Regions from separate parts of the Mus musculus genome. Here region 2 is linked to region 1. The links are chromatin contacts, called in public Hi-C maps. All regions are on one chromosome and are shown on one strand. The core of a region is the stretch at or near the end of the contact, and the rest is flanking DNA. Distances in the headings are between cores, read along the strand shown.

Evidence for each region. Hi-C and Micro-C count contacts between places; a contact is called where the count stands out from the background.
Region 2: a Hi-C map of liver shows a contact between it and region 1, with 4 times the contacts expected there. The contact joins the enhancer-like site here to the promoter of Prxl2c in region 1. A contact is called at or near these places in 12 of 39 promoter capture datasets (3T3-L1-derived adipocytes, cranial neural crest, embryonic stem cells and 7 more), 1 of 15 datasets of contacts at CTCF or cohesin (CD8 T cells), 63 of 484 Hi-C or Micro-C datasets (B cells, CD4 T cells, CD8 T cells and 45 more), 15 of 115 datasets of contacts at active chromatin or transcription factors (CD8 T cells, bone marrow-derived macrophages, differentiating embryonic stem cells and 9 more) and 4 of 9 other capture datasets (adipose tissue, liver, macrophages and 1 more).

Annotation. Positions count from the first base shown.
Region 1 is chr13:64,310,711-64,314,544 of GRCm38.p6, forward strand. It overlaps Prxl2c (peroxiredoxin like 2C), which reads right to left and starts at 2,000. Exons shown (of 6, transcript NM_025370.3): 1 at 1,783-2,000; 2 at 1,557-1,625. The coding sequence starts at 1,974.
Region 2 is chr13:64,384,333-64,387,747 of GRCm38.p6, forward strand. No RefSeq gene overlaps it. Among named protein-coding and RNA genes, the nearest start is that of Ctsl, 16 kb to the left of the region's middle. Within about 2 kb of position 1,864, at least 11 of the 459 cell types and tissues checked have an H3K27ac peak or open chromatin away from gene starts, as enhancers often do. A contact at or near this core is called in liver, where this site is marked.

The DNA.
Region 1 (3,834 bases), core at 750-3,249:
GGCATTAAAGGCATGGGCCAGCAAGCCTGGCTGAGGGGTTTGTTTGTTTTTGTTATCTGTAAAACATGGAGGCCATTCTGCTGAGTGAAATAAGCCAGGGACAGAAAGACAAACACTGGATGACCTCACACGGAATACATACGGAGTCAAACATTATAACTCATGGAAGTAGAGAACAAAACAGTGGCTACCACGGGCTGGGAGAAAGGGGGTGGAACACACTGAAACGTGCTCAAAGGGTACAATTTCAGGGAGACATGAGCAAGAGGGATCCTTTTAGAAATGTGCTGTCCAGCACAGTGACACAGTTACTAGTAATGTGCTACTCCAAAATCACCAAAAGCCATCTACTTTAAATGTTCTTTGTGAGGGCTGGAGAGATGGCTCAATGGTTAAGAACACTGACTGCTATTCCAGAGGTCCTGAGTTCAGTTCCCAGCAACCACATAGTGGCTCACAACCATCTGTAATGAGATAGGATGCCCTCTTCTGGTGTTTCTGAAGACAGTGACAGTGTACTCATATAAATAAAATAATCTTTATATGTTCTTTGTAAGCACATACACATCATGTTTATTGCTTCATTATTCACAATACAGAACCAGTGTGGGTATCTGCCAGCAGATGCATGTACAAAAAAAACCCAAACAACCCAACAACAACAACCCCCCACATCACATACACACATAAACGCACACATACACACACACTGGGAAATGTAATCAGTTATGAAGAATGAGGTAATGTTTATGAACTGCAGGAAATGAGTGGAAATGGACATTATGCCAAGTCAAACAAGCCACAGACAGACAAATATAGTATTGTTTTCTCTCACATGCAGAACTAGGCTTAAGTTTATATGCACATATTTATGTAGAGTAGAAAGGGTGTTGTGAGGATGAGGTCTAGATGCATGAGGGAATGAGAGGGTAAAGGAATATTAAGAAGACAAAGATGACCAGTGTGGCTCTGGAGGAGGGAAGCAGCAAGAAGGGGTGACCACATATAATAACAGAATAGGCATGTATGAAAATATCACGAGACCCATTTCTCTTTATGCTGAGTAACTTATGCCAACAATATTAAAAATGTTTACAACGCAAAGATGCTTCAGTGTATTATAAACAAAAGGAATAGAAGGGCAGGCAGAAGTTTTTAATTTTTTCCTCACTCATCCTGTAAATGTGTGCTGAAAATAGATCTTAGTTTTACAAATGCCCAGTGTCTTCAGTTACAAAGCTCTTCTGGCGACTGAAGAAAAACGCAAAGCTGCACTTTTAATATACGTTACATTTTCCTATAATGGATTACTATTTGGGTTGTAAACACAGTTGCTGTCTGTGTTTTGATTTTTTGCGTTCTTACGCAACATTTTGACACAGGCATTTTTACCAGGTAAAATTATGGTAGTCCGATCCCAAGAGGGCGCAAAAGAGCGCATTAGGACAGAAATAGACCCCCGTGGGTCTCAGCAGCCCCAGAGGATGAAGGAGGGGCCACCCACCCACAGCTCACCCCCACTGCATCGGCCGCTGTTGCTCACTCGGGAAACTTACTCGGAGGACGCTCTTGGGGATTTTGGCCAGATCTTCGACATATTCTTTACAGACGTAACACAAGAAATGCTGAAAGGCAACCATGCAGAAGAGCACGTCAACAAGGTAGCAGCCAGGTTCCAGAAGGTCCGGGCGGTCGGTTCCAGGCGAGGTGCTGCACCCGCCGCGGCCCAGGATCTGGGCGGCCAACGAGAGGCACTTCCCCTCCCGCCCTACCCGTGCTCACCCTCACAAACACCACCACGGCTCGCCGCTCTCGGAACAGCGCTCCGAACGTCACCCGTCTCCCAGACGCGTCCAGCACGGGCAGCTCCGCTACGGCGGCCGCTAGCGGCTGCCCGCGCTCTGTGACCGAGCCAGCCGGGCTCGGGACCCGGCCTGCGCAGCCGCTGACCTGCCGCGTCACCGGCGCGGCCATCGCGGAGGAGGGCGACCGCTCAGGTCAGCCACCGACCGCGGGGGGCGGGGTTAAGGGGGAGGGGCGGGGCTGAGACTGGAAAGGCGGGGTCACGAGGGTGAGGAGGGGACTGGAGGCGGGGCCACGCGGGGCCGACCCTTCGGAGGCGTGGCCACAAGGGACGCTACGGAGCTACAGAAGGAAAACACTCCAAACCGTTCTTCCAGTTTGAATACCAAGGGAGGGGACAGTGCTATGGGAGGTGCGGCTGAGGCACTCCCTCTTTCTACTGCCTACAACACTTTCCAATAAAAATCATATTCTTTACAGTCGTAACACAGGAAATGCTGAAGAAGGACTGGAAAGATAGATCAGGGGTTAACAGCCCTGGCTTATCTGGTAGAGAACCAGGGGGTTCAGTTTCCAGCATCCACATAGCAGCTCACAACTCTAGTCTCAGGGTATCTGATACTCTGGCACCCACAGTAGGCACTGTTCAGAGTGCCTACTGCTCTGAAAGAGGACCCAAGTTAGATTCTCAGTTCCCACATCAAATGTTCATAACTGCCTGTAACTCTTGACACTTTCTTGGGGATTCTGCAGGCATCTGCACTCACACAGAAAGAGTGACAGAGGAATGGAGAGAGAGAGACAGAGGAGGAGTGGGTGGGGAGGAAGAAATTAAAAATAACAGTTCATTAAAATTTTTAGATTAATAGCTGAGGCTGTGGTGGTGCACGCTTTAATTCCAGCACTTGGGAGGCAGAAGCAGGCAGATGGCTGAATTCGAAGCCAGCCTGGTCTACAAGACAGGTCTAGGACAGCCAGGACTACACAGAGAAACCCTGTCTCAAAAAAAAAAAAAATAACAAATAAAACTTAAATTACATTTTATTTATTTTGTGTGTGTGTGTGTTGTCTCTTTGTGGGTATATACAAGTTCCTCTTGTGTGTGGAAGTCGAAGGACTTTTGGAAGTTGGCTCTCTGCTTCCATCGTGTGGATCCCAAATATTGAACTCATGGCAAGTGCATTTATCTACAGTGCCATCTCCCAGGCCCAGCACCTGGCATTTGTAATCACCGCCTTACATTTCCCATTCTGTATTCCCTTTTCCCAGAGAAGCCACTTCAGCTGGTTGTGGGTCTTTACCCGATACAGTGACCAAACTCATTTCCATTGTCTTTAAACATTCTATGGGACAGCCTGTTTTCCAGACACTTCCTTAGTCCCCTGTTCTCCTCAGTAATCAGGACCAGTCATTGTAGGCAGAGCAGTAAGTCCCTTCTATGCCTGTTTCTTCAAAGGAGACCACAGAAACAAATAAAGCACGCACAAAGAGTGCATACAAGAAAGAATTCCTAACACAGTTAAGGCTTCTATCCTGTAGGTGGGTTCTATTTGAGTCAACCTTTGATCTCGGTAACAAATTTTGCATTTTTACTTCAGTCAGCTCTGTATTCCTCTGTCTAAGAATTTGTATTGTACTTACTGTATGTGCGCATGTGGGCACATTGTGACACTACCTGTGTAGAGATCAGAGGACAACTTGTGGGAGTCAGTTCTGTCCTTCCATCACGTGGGGCACAAGAGATTGCATCCAGGTTGTCAGGCTTGGCAGTAGGTAAGCAGAGCTATGTCCTGACCCAGTTTCTTTCTAATAAACAAAGCACTTTAACTGTAGAATGTAGGGATAATCTCATGTACTCTGTGGAAGTATCACTTGTCAATAAAAAGCTGAGGCATGATTAGAAGATGGGACATCTGACAGAGAGAGAGGAACTCTGGGGAAGAGTTAAGTGTAAGAGATTCACTACGTGGACTCGGAGGAAGTCAGACGTATAAAGCTGAGGAGAGGTAACGAGCCAGGTGACAGACATAG
Region 2 (3,415 bases), core at 614-3,113, 73 kb after region 1:
TAGAAAAAGACATGAACTGGTGTCAGTGTGAGACCCTGTGAGATGGTCTTGGTCTAGGTTCTCTGGAAGGAAAGAAGGAGGGGCAGGGAGGAGAAAGGAAGGTAAAGAGGGGAAAAATGAAGAAAATGGGAAAGGAAAGGAGAGAAGGAAGAAGGAAGGAAAGGAAGGCATAAAGAAGACTGTACAGCAGTGGTTCTCAACCTGTGGGTTGCAACTCCGTTGCGGGTCAGATGACCCTTAAAAAGGGGTCACATATCAAATGTCCTACATATCAAATATTTACAGTATGATTTATAGTAGTACTGACATTGCAGTTATAATTTTATGTTTGTGGATCAGCAGAATATGAGGAACTGTATTAAGGGTTGCAGCATTAGGAAGGTTGAGAACCACTGGTGCACAGGGGTGTATGACTTTAAATAATTATAACCCCTCTCCTAGCATCAGTTTCTCCATTTATAAAATATGAAAGGCACTGAGCCCGATGTTCTCCTGGGACCTTTGTCGGATTATACATGTGGTTGCTTCAGTAGGCTGTATTGAGATATAGCTTACATACAACATTCACCAATTTTGAGTACATGTTTCAATAAGTTTCCAATACTTAAAATACATACACACTTGTGTAACTATCACAATCATGTTAAGAAACTCCACTCCAAATATTCCCCTTCACCCCATTTCCTCTCCATCTCTCTAGCTTTGCTTTTGTTTCTGCTTCATATTAAATTTTAGTTTTATCAGGTGTGTGTGTGTGCGTGTGTGCATGTGTGCATGTGTGCCATCTGTGTGTAAGTGCTCAGGGTCCAGAAGAGGAAGTTGGATTTCTTTGAGCTGGAGTTACAGGAAGGTATGAACCGCCCAACATGGTTTCTGGGAACTGAACTGAGGTCTTCTTGAAGGGCAGCAAATGCTTCTAACTATTGGAACAGTCTTTGGGGTCCTTAGCTTAGCTTTTATTAGAATTTCATATAGGCAGGCAGAGTGACGCATGTCTGAAATCCCAGCACTTGGGAGGTAGAGGCAGGAGGATCATGAGTTCAAAAGGCACCTTGAGCTGTATATCAGGTTTAAGACTAGTACAGGTTATGTGAGACTACTTCAAAAAAAAAGAAATGAAGGAAGGAAGGAAAGAAGGAAAGAAGGAAGGAAGGACAGACATGATCAGTGTGTATCCTTGGCCATACTTTGATTTACACGATGCTTCTGAGACCCATGTGGTATCAGTAGTGTATTATTTCATATTATCTTCGGATTTCTGAAAAACCAAGGCTGTCTGGGCAATGGTGGTACACACCTTTAATCTCAGCATTCAGGAGGCAGAGGCAGGTGGATTTCTGTGAGTTCAAGGCCAGCCTGATCCACAAAGCAAGTTCCAGGACAACTGGGGCTACACAGTGAAACCCTGTTTTGAAAACTAAAAAACAAAAGAAACCAAGTCTGTTCCTGTTTTGTTTTGTTTTGTTTGTACATTTTCTATTGGGTCATTGATCTCATTTTAAATTTATGTTTTTAAGTAAGTTCATTTTTTAAAGTCAGTGAGTGATTTGAAAGTTACTTTTAGTTTTTCTAAAGCTTCTTGCCTATGCTTCTCCATCCGGTGGCTGGAGTATGGCCACGAGGTGCTATTTCTTCCTGTCAGAAAGCAAGTTGCTTAGGGGATCACCTATTGTGCTCTCCTGTTCTGAATCTCACCAGTGCCCACAGAAGTGAGGTCCTCAGAGCAGGGGTGGCAAGGATAGAACAAATGCTTCACCCCTGCTCCCTCCGTGTCTCTCATTCATGTGTGGTTTACTCAGCAGAGGTTATAGGCTCCAGCCCCTGTTGTTATCTCTATTCACCTGACACTGGGATCAGACACCCAACGTGGTCAGCAGACAGAAGAACTCTGACCTCATCATGCTGTGCTGCTTGAACTATGGACACTTGGTGGGGTGGGGGGCAGGGCAACTCCAGAGTGGCTACTTCCAATTCTTAGTGAGAAGAGCACCCTAGGGTAGGTCTGTGGAACAGGAAACCTGACACAGGCAGAGGTCTCTCCATTCTTATCCAGCACCAGGAGCTGCCTGAACCCTGGCCCCCATTTCTCTTCTTTCTCCTGCTGGTACTAGGAGGGGCTATGGTGACCCCTCTGTCACTGAGAGCCTTGCCCAGGTCTCCTGGGGGGAAAATCTAGCCTACTTGGTTAAGCTGTAACGGGTAATTGGTGTGGCATTCTCTTCTGGTGTTTTCCCACACAAACTGCTATATGCACCAGCCAGCCACAGTGCCCAGCCACCAAGCACACTGTGTCAGGCGAACATCCATCTTGTCTTCAGGACAGGCTAAAGACACGGGATCTGCTTTTAAACCGGTGTGTTCCTGTTTAAGTCCTCTAGGAAGCTTGAGTATGCTCCTCAGGAAGACATGGTAACAAGCTGATGTTTGTCTGCCTGCTTATTTTTGAGACAAGACCTCATGGACCCTAGGCTGGCCTCGAACTTGTTATATGGCCTGAGAATAGTCTCATACTTCTGATCCACCTCTCAAGTGCTGGGTTGACAAGCATATATCAGCATCCCTAGTTTATGCGGTTCTGAGTCTGGAGCTCAGGGTTCTGTGCATGCTAGGCAAGCCCTCTACTGACTGAACTATATCCGCAGCCCTATGGAGCAAATTAGTGTTGTCTTTTCTTTCCATGCTTTTTCAATCTAACACAAGGAAGAAATGAAGAGGGTGTAAAACAGTAAGGAGGAATTTGAAATTAGGGTAATTTGAAATTGGTGACAATGGAAGAAAATGGTTTTGGTTCAACTCCAGTGCTTACCAAAAGTGCTTGGACCAGGAACTACTGGCATGAGAAAACTGGGCTTCCAGATGCACCTCATTATGTCTGGGTTTTATGTAGATTCTCGGGACTCAAACTCAGGTTCTCATAATGTTATCGCCTCGCCCAGCCCTAGAATTTCCTCATGGTGTTTTCTAAGATTTCAATTTCTTAATCCAAGAAATCTCCCCTGGAATCTGGGCACTAAATCTCTTTAGATTTAGTGATCACTGATTTTATATTACCCTCAGTCAGAGAAATTATAAAAGGATTTTGGAGAGTTTAGTTATGTGGTTAACAAAGCCCTTTCCAAATCCCTTTGTAGTTTTTTTTTGTTTTGTTTTGTTTTGTTTTTATGAGACAGGGTTTCTCTGTGTAGTCCTGGCTGTCCTGGAACTCACTCTGTAGACCTCGCTGGCCTCGAACTCAGAGATCGGCCTGTCTCTGCCTCCCAAGTGCTGGGATTAAAGGTGTGCGCCACCACGCCTGGCCCCTTTGTAGTTTTTGTTTTGAGACAAGGTCTCATGTGGCTCAGGCTGTTCTCAAATTCAATAGGCTCAGGACTGGTGAGATGTCTTAGCAGCTAAAGGCTCTTGTGAGTTCAACCCC